2 separate regions of the Mus musculus genome follow, and region 1 is linked to region 2. Evidence: chromatin contacts called from public HiChIP or PLAC-seq data. All regions are on one chromosome and are shown on one strand. Each heading gives the region's core, a stretch centred on a gene start, on an enhancer-like site or on the middle of the called end of the contact. The rest is flanking DNA. Distances are from core to core; before and after follow the strand shown.

Region 1 (4,156 bases), core at 36-2,535, 270 kb after region 2:
CTCCTGGAAGGGTTTCACTATTAATGTCGGGAAACTACAAACAGAAAGAGAAAGAGTAATATGAATTTTTTTTTGGCAAATAAAATCCTGGCATATTAACTTAGAAATGTAAAGCTTAGAGTAATGAGATATATCACTCTGCCATCTCATTCTTAACCATTCAGTGTGTGAAATGCACCGAGATGAAATGAGGCGCACTCACTGTAGACATCCAGCCGGGCAGTGCAGGACACAATGCCTGCTTCGTTCTTGGCGGACACAGTGTACCACCCAGCGTCTTCCTTTGTGGCTCCCTGGATGAGCAGGCAGATGTAGCCATGATTATCCTGGTGCATGCTGCGGAAAAAGATAAAGTCATTAGGGCTCTACATTTTTAAAAAGTGGCTTTGGACATGAAGCATCATTTTTAATTAGGTCATTAGAAACGGAATTGTGCGAGCAGCAGATAATAGGATCATACTTATTCTAGAGAGGCAGCTAGCCCCATTAAGTTAATGGGAGAGCAGAGCAGACCTCAAGAGGGCGAGTAAATCCATGCACTAATTCTTAAGGGAAGACCCGCCTTTACAAAACCACAGGCTGGGCCACCACCATGGGAGCAAACGAATCTATCTTTTCTTTCTGATATACACATTTCAAAAATGCAGCCAGGTTAAGTCAGAATCTGCTTTGTCACATCCCAAAATTGCTCTCTTCCAAAGCTTAAGCCTACATTTGGACGAAGTGTGGCTCTCGTCTTGCACATCACTGATGATAACGTACATGGCTTTTACGCTCACCGATTTGCATGCAGTATCTGATGCGTCGTTTCAGCTAGCACCGGGACTGTGCAAGTTCTGAGGTAGACGAAGCCACCGTGCAGTCTTACCTTACTCGCTCAGTGCTGTGAGTGAGCGATTCATTTTCTTTCTTCCAAAATATCTGAGGTGGCGGCACTCCCGAGACACGGCATTCCAGCCGCACTGGGTATCCATCAGCAACCCCCGTGTTCTGTAGCTTCTCCATAAACACAGGGGCCTTGTGTGCTTCCTTAGCTAAGGGAACACGAGAGGAATGATCTGTTAGTGGCATGCCAAAGGGTCACTGCGAGGAACTCGGGAGCTTTAGAAAGATGAAGTACTGTTTTCACGTCGGGTGGTAAGAGGTTAGCCCTCCCCTCAAGCAAAGGTCTGTACGCTTCATTCCACTCACGTTATTTCCTCAATTAATTCAAGACTGATAGGCCCACATAGTGCCCGGCCATCTGCTCCTCAGAATGCCTGCCTGACAGGCCTCAGAGATTCGGAGTCATTGCTAGCAGCTGCGAGAGCATTGCTCTAATTAAGTCAACAGGCTCGCACAGGCCTTACCTACTGCTGCCACCTAGTGGTGCCGAGTATTTCAGCACCAGGATTCCCTGGCTGCCACCTGAAATGCCTTTTTTTTTTTGAAGATTTAAAATTTGGAACTCATAAAGTCATTACTTGACCACAGAATTCATTTCTTTGCCCACTAACTTGTTTCAGCAGTGAGAAAGAAATCACAGGCCACCTACCAGCAACCACAAGCTCCAGGTTAAACGAGTTCTGTCCTGCTCTGTTGGTGGCAATACATGTGTAGATGCCGGCGTCCCGGGACGTGACTGGCTCTATAATGAGGGAGTGGACCCCATTCTCACGGACCAGCATCTTGTGAGCACTGTCGGGGCGTATGGGCTTTCCATCTAGTTGCCAGCTGAGATCTGGGGTTGGTAACCCACTGACCTACACCAGAAAGGAGACACACATGAACTTCTCCAGTAGTAAAACCATCAAATCACCAAGAGTTACGGATCCAGAGTCAGTTCGTCCTCCGGTAGCACAAACAATGGCTTTTCCATGTTACTCTCTTGTTTAAAACCTTCCCGTGGTTCCCATGAGCACTGAGAGATACACTTCTAAACATCTTTTCTAGAACAATTCGGAGGTAAGTAAAACGGGGATTAAAACATATTTCTGTCATCTTCTTACCTCACCTAAGACTATAAACATTCCCAGGTGATGATGGCACCGAGCTCTGAGCTCTTTGGAAACACGGGAGGTGCAGCCTTTATAACAGTAACACTCAGCTGGAAAGCTTCCCACCAAGGACTGGCCATCACCATGGAGATGCATGTGACACAGACCTATTATTATTTTATAATCTTTGAAAGTGAATAACCAGAGCAATTTGAAATTGCCCAGAAAGTCAGACAAATTAGCATCACAATGGAGACATCCTGAAAACCTTAAGAGCTTGGCAGTTGTGTTGAACAGAGAGCAGGCCAAAGCATTCAATGGCTAGTCCCCCTTGCATTGTTAAAGGGAGGGGCAGTGGCCATCTGCTGGCTTTGTATAGGGCTGCCCTTGACTTTAGGATAGAAGAGAAGTGAGGAAGAGTTGATATTCCTCCTTCCTCCTACTCTACTAGTGGGAAATGATGTATTCTGCTACCCAAAGACTATTGGATCATAAAACAATCATAAAACTATTGGATTATGAAACGGTTCCTTTGAAACACTAGCCTTGTCTAAATCAGCCAGAGAACCCGTACAGTTCCTCCTGCCCCATGGTAAGTACTCATTCCTGCTACCAACAAGGTGTCTCGGACACATGTAGTCACATCTGGAGAATGTAAGGGGAAAAAGCGCAATTACGTCATGGGTTAAAGGGGTGGGGTTTCGAAAGAGCAGTAGTTAGGAAGTGGTTTCTCCTCATGTACCCTCTCCCCGTGGGAAGACACTAGAAGTGGTACAGAAATATCAGAGTAGATAGATAGTTATGACTGGGCTCCAGGTCCTGGGGAGCTTATAGTTTGTTCCCATTTTTCTGGGTTTGATAATGGACAAGCAGGATTTGTGGCCCTAGGGCAGGAAGGTGTTGACCGGGTCCTTTCAAAACAGGAAGTTTGCAGAGGAGCAGTTCCAGGGGGCGACGTTACTCAAGCAGAGTGAGCATGCCCTGTTCTCGTCATTGTCACTGCAGCTCTCCCAGTGAGTCAGAGAGCAGAGCATAGCACAATATGGTATCAGGAACTAAAGGTCACCACAGGTCGGCCACAGTCTGAGCAGTTGGTCCTCTTGATCCATGTGCAGACGCAGAGAGAAGAGCACACTTGTTATCTATCATGAAGCGTTCCCACCGAGCAGGCTTACAGCTGAGTGAAGGATAGAGCCTGTGAATGTACTGCAGGGGCTGTGGCGGGAGGGGCTCCATTCGGTGTTTGACTTATTATGACTTTTTCCTCTTTCAAATCTTAAATACACGGAAATTTTCCTTCGAAGTAGGTAGCAGTGTGGCATGTCTGTTCATATGGCTGGACACCTGTGTCCTTTCTTTCCTTCCTTCTTGTGGCCTAGGCTGGTGTCGAATTATTACGTAGCCAAGAATGCTGTTGACCTTGTGATCCTCCCATTTCTGCCTAACGCAGTGCCAGGATTACGGACTTGTGCCACCATTCCTGCTGACTTCCATATTTTCTCTATCCAGGTCATATCGTTATAGTGAATTCAACTAGTGATTATTTTAACTCTCAATATCCTTTTAATGGCAGAGGTGAAAGGATGTCTATGTTGCTGCTTAGAGCAATAGATAGTTATCAGAGCGCTACATATCAGCATATCGGCCACACCCACTCTTGCTACCTGCTTTTGTTTTAAGATCAGACTTGCTCTAATTGTACTCCTATGGGATGCAGTGTACATTAAAAAAATTACACATTTTCCTTAGTTTCTTTCCTTTCCTTGTTTTTCTGAAACAGGGCCCGTCTGTGTAATGCTAACTGGCTTATGTTTCCCTGTGTGTAATCAGGCTGGCCTGGGTCCCTGCCATCTGAGGGCTGGGAGTAAGGGTTTGTGCACCACACCTGGCCTATAATTCTGTTTTTAAAACTGCAGTTAATAACAACCTCGGGATAGCATCATCTTCTTTGTTGACTGGATATGCCATCCTATACATTATATCTGTGAATTAACTTAACACTTAAAGTGTTCATTTAGAAGATGGGCAAGCCAAAACTTTAGTTTGTATATTTTGCATCCGTGATGCCCTAGACCATGCACAACACACATCGTGGAATGATGACAATGAGCCATGCGGCACGTCCATGCTCTCGGGTGCTTATCTGTTCTCTCTCTCTCTCTCTCTCTCTCTCTCTCTCT
Region 2 (3,895 bases), core at 1,004-3,503:
TAGATTGGCATATAATTCTCATCTGCCTACAGTGACTGACCTCTGTTCTGCCTAAATATTACCCTCACGTCCAGTTGTCACACTGAAATTTCAAGTGAGACCCCATCGTACCAGGCTGTTGCGATCAGAGTTAAGTTGTGACACATGAACTCCAGGGATGTATTCAGACCACAGATAGCATCTGGTTGCTAAGTGGAGGCTACTCAGGACAGACAGTGTGTGTGTGTAGGGGCACGGGATGTTCATTATTGAGTCCGTCATCTACAGTGGGGCACTGTGAAGGGATGCTGTTGATAATTATGCAGAGTCACAGAGGGTAAGCCAGGGGAGTGAGGGTCAAATATGTTCCGGGAGCTGAGGTCAGGCACATGAGCCTGGGAGACAGAAGGAGGTTTGATTGAATGAAGGGGGGTGGGGGAGGGGATGCCAAAGGGCACAGGATCTTTACGAACGCATTTAGGGGGAACGCTGAAGAATTGATTTCTTCCTCTGCTTCATTTTTTATGAACTCTGCGTCTTGCTGGGTAGAGAATGTAAAGCCTGGAGATGGATTTAGTTAGCACCAGGCAGACCTTCCAGACCTTGTTATGTGCATTGCTCATGGGCAGCTTACTTCCTGTGTGTGTGTGTGTGTCTGTGCGCGCGCGTGCGCGCGCGCGTTTGCATGTTTCTTCATTTGACTGAATAATTGTAAAATACCTTAAGTATTTGGGACCTGGTATTTGCCCAGTAACCGGAACCTTTCATTTTATCTTCCTAGAAATGAGAACTTTTAGTTCTATATGGCCCTGCACTATCATGCAAACTGCACTTGAGGATGTGTGGGGTCCTGGTAGTTTAATGGCTAACCTTTGCGATGTCAATGCGGTAGGGCCTTTTGTTCTGTTTTAAACGGCCACCTTAAGCTTTAGGTACCTAAGCAGTTCCTAAGTTCGTGACTACAAGTGGTAAGGTCTCTGGGTCTCATCTGCAAAAAGAGATGATGATGACAAGCACTGTCTGGAGCCTCCTCCTTCCCCTGTCTACTGCCACAGTCTGTCTGTCTGTCTACTGCAAGGTCTGGCCAGCAGGATATAATGCATTCTCTGTCATTGCTATTCTGATTGTTGTCAGCCTCCCATCCCCTCTCCTCTTCCTTGCACCCCTTTCTCATTTCCTGTGATGTAGGAAAAAAAATAGCTGAAAGACTTTAAGATGCTTAATTCTTTAGATGAAAATTGAAAAGACTTAGGGCCATGCTGGTTAGTCAGCAACTCTTTACTATGACAAAATGCTCCAGACAGTCAGCCTAAAAAGAAGAAAGGTTTATTTTGGCTCACTGTTGCAAAGGCCTCAGTCCATGATCTTCTGGCCTGTTGCTTGGAGCCTCTGGTGACCGTAAACCGTGGAAGGAGGACATGGTAATGTAGGGTCCTTCATCGGTGGTACCTGGGAACAAAAGAGAGTTTCTAGGGCCCTGTAACTACCTCAAGTTCATGCTGTCTGCCAACGGCTATCTCTTCTCTAAGGACTTACCTTCTAAGATCTCAGGCTAGAAGACAAGTCTTTCCCCCAGAGCCTTCAGGAGTGAGTCAGGATCCCCTGTCCAGCAGGCTCTGGATCTTTCAGTAAGTGTGCAATGTAATGCAATTCTGATTTTCTCCTTTTTAATATATTTTTTTGAGCCCAAGGACAATTTTATTAGTGCGTAAGAGAAAAACACCACAGGGCAGGCAAACTTTAAATCTCAGCAACCGCCCAGAGGGGGAGAATGAAGAGAGAAGGGAAATAGCGCTGCTGTTCGAGTTGCTCCCTTAAAGGGCTGCCCCAGGGCGGGAGACAGCCTAGTGGCAAGGGGTTGGGGTTTAAGGAAACCCAAAGTATCAAGAAAGCATCACTGGTGCTAGCTAGCGTCCAAAAGAGAGACAGGAAAGAAAAGGAGCATGCGCATGCGTGGTGTGTGCGTGTGTGCGTGTGTGCGTGCGTGCGTGCGTGCGTGCGTGCGTGCGTACGTGTTGGGAAGTTGAGCCTTTCTGGGTCCGGTTTCTCTACTTACCGATGGATGTTTTGATTGTTTTCCTTTCCTATCTACAGTGACTGTGGATTTGTTTGTTTGTTTGCTTTTAATGTGACAGCCACTTTCCTGATCTTAATCACATGTAAGCACCTGTATTTATATAACTGATAGCTTTCTAATGAGTTTTGGAGCTGCACCTCCAGAGAGCCCCCATGTGCTTCAGCGGTCCGTAGCATTACATATTTCCTAATGAGCTGCTATTTATAGTCAACACGGTCCCTGGCTCATTGTGTAGGCTAAAGAAAGGACACCACTTCACGACAATAGTCATTACGGTATTTTTACAAATTTTTAATAAAGGATGTCTCAACTGCTTGTTGGTGGTGATTTCTCCCAGAGCTTTGTTAATCCTAGCCCGGAAGTTCTCTTTGTATCTAGATTAAATCCTGGTCCCTGTAATAGAATCTCATGCCCTGTCCTATTTTAATGGAAAAGAAGTTTCCTTCTCTTGTCTGCCCTTGACCTTGCAGGCAGTTGTCCAGCCCCAGCTCCTCCCTACCCTCTTTTAGCTCCACTAAGTAACGTTCTGAGGGATAGAATCCAACCGTTTTTTTGCTTGACCAGTCACCCACCTTTGGCCGATCTACAGCTCCTGCTCATCTTCTTGGGGTTCATGTCCCCAAGTGCTCAGACAGTGGTAATAGAGTTCTGAAAAGGGCTCTGGGATATCATGTGACCCCCTGAGTACGATGCTTGTTTTCACTGATTTCAGGTGGCTTTTGCAGGGGCGGGGGTGGGGGGTAGGGTGGGGGTAGGGTGGGGGACTCTGAATGAGGGACCTAGAGGGGGAGCAGTGTTTGGGATGTAAATAAATACATTAATAAATTAAAAAAAGAAAGAAAGAACGTAGCATAACATTGCCCATTCATACTTTCCCTAGACTTCAGATGTTCTCTTTAATTTTCTACCGTCTCTTAAATGAGCTTTTTTTTTTTTTTTTCTTTTTCCAATTATCTGTCTCCTGCTGTTTCTGTAATCGTTATGGTAGTAGCATCAGCAATTTTCAGCTTTTATCAGGCATTAAAAAATGCCATTCTGGACTGGAGAAGTGGCATTCTCAGGGATTAAGAGCACTGGCTAATCTCCTAGAGGACCAGCATTCGATCCACAGCACCCACAGGGTGCTCATTACAAACTATAGCTTCCGTCCCAGGAGGGTTGAGTGCCGCCTTCTGGCCTGCATCGGTACTGCACACACATGGTGCATAGGCATACTGGCATACCCTATACGGGTAAAAATAAAAAAAATTTTAAAAAAGGATTATAAAAAAAGTAAAATAAAAATGTCAATCCAATGTTGTTTCTTGATAAACGTTTTTAACTATACAAATGCTTAGTTTTAGACACATATGTAATGCACTTAATAAACTTGTTACATGTCTGCATTTGACATCAGGTTGTTCTCTAATTAATTATGTTAGTTTTTTAACTGTGTACTCAGTTGTAAGGGACTCTAGAGCAGTAATAGGTTTGTGTGTGTGTGTCCGCTGTTTGTTTAATTTGAGAGGAGGGGACTGGGGTTGATGAATTCAGGGGTTTGTACATGTGAAGCGTGTTCTCTTCCCATCCTTTTCTTTGTATAAAAAGTTTTAGGTATTCAGTTCAGGAAATACTTCTCGATGGAGTTGGTAGAGCTCCAAATGCGTTCGGTCAAGTTGATGTCTTCGCAAGTGTGGTGTGCCCCACCACATGTGGGTTTTTAGCTAGCTAGCTTAATCACATTGGCTCTTCCATTATTCAAGTCAACCATGAACGTATTACCCAATGGCCGCGTAAGCCCTCGCTCGTGAAGCCTGCCTGTAATTGAATCCTGAGTTGCAGTTCTCACGAGGATGGCGC

Evidence for each region. HiChIP or PLAC-seq counts read pairs in DNA pulled down with a chosen protein or histone mark.
Region 1: a contact with region 2 is called in an H3K27ac HiChIP or PLAC-seq map of embryonic stem cells, with 2.6 times the contacts expected there. The contact joins two enhancer-like sites. A contact is called at or near these places in 3 of 484 Hi-C or Micro-C datasets (3T3-L1-derived adipocytes, the G1E-ER4 cell line and embryonic stem cells) and 8 of 115 datasets of contacts at active chromatin or transcription factors (differentiating embryonic stem cells, embryonic basal ganglia, embryonic hindbrain and 5 more).

The regions. Positions count from the first base shown.
Region 1 is chr8:61,515,001-61,519,156 of GRCm38.p6, forward strand. Palld (palladin, cytoskeletal associated protein) reads right to left here. Exons shown (of 22, transcript NM_001293772.2): 19 at 1,535-1,742; 20 at 869-1,034; 21 at 203-336. Among named protein-coding and RNA genes, the nearest start is that of Cbr4, 29 kb to the left of the region's middle. Within about 2 kb of position 1,286, at least 127 of the 459 cell types and tissues checked have an H3K27ac peak or open chromatin away from gene starts, as enhancers often do. A contact at or near this core is called in embryonic stem cells, where this site is marked.
Region 2 is chr8:61,241,143-61,245,037 of GRCm38.p6, forward strand. All of the region lies in intron 2 of Sh3rf1 (SH3 domain containing ring finger 1), which reads left to right. Among named protein-coding and RNA genes, the nearest start is that of Sh3rf1, 19 kb to the left of the region's middle. Within about 2 kb of position 2,254, at least 14 of the 459 cell types and tissues checked have an H3K27ac peak or open chromatin away from gene starts, as enhancers often do. A contact at or near this core is called in embryonic stem cells, where this site is marked.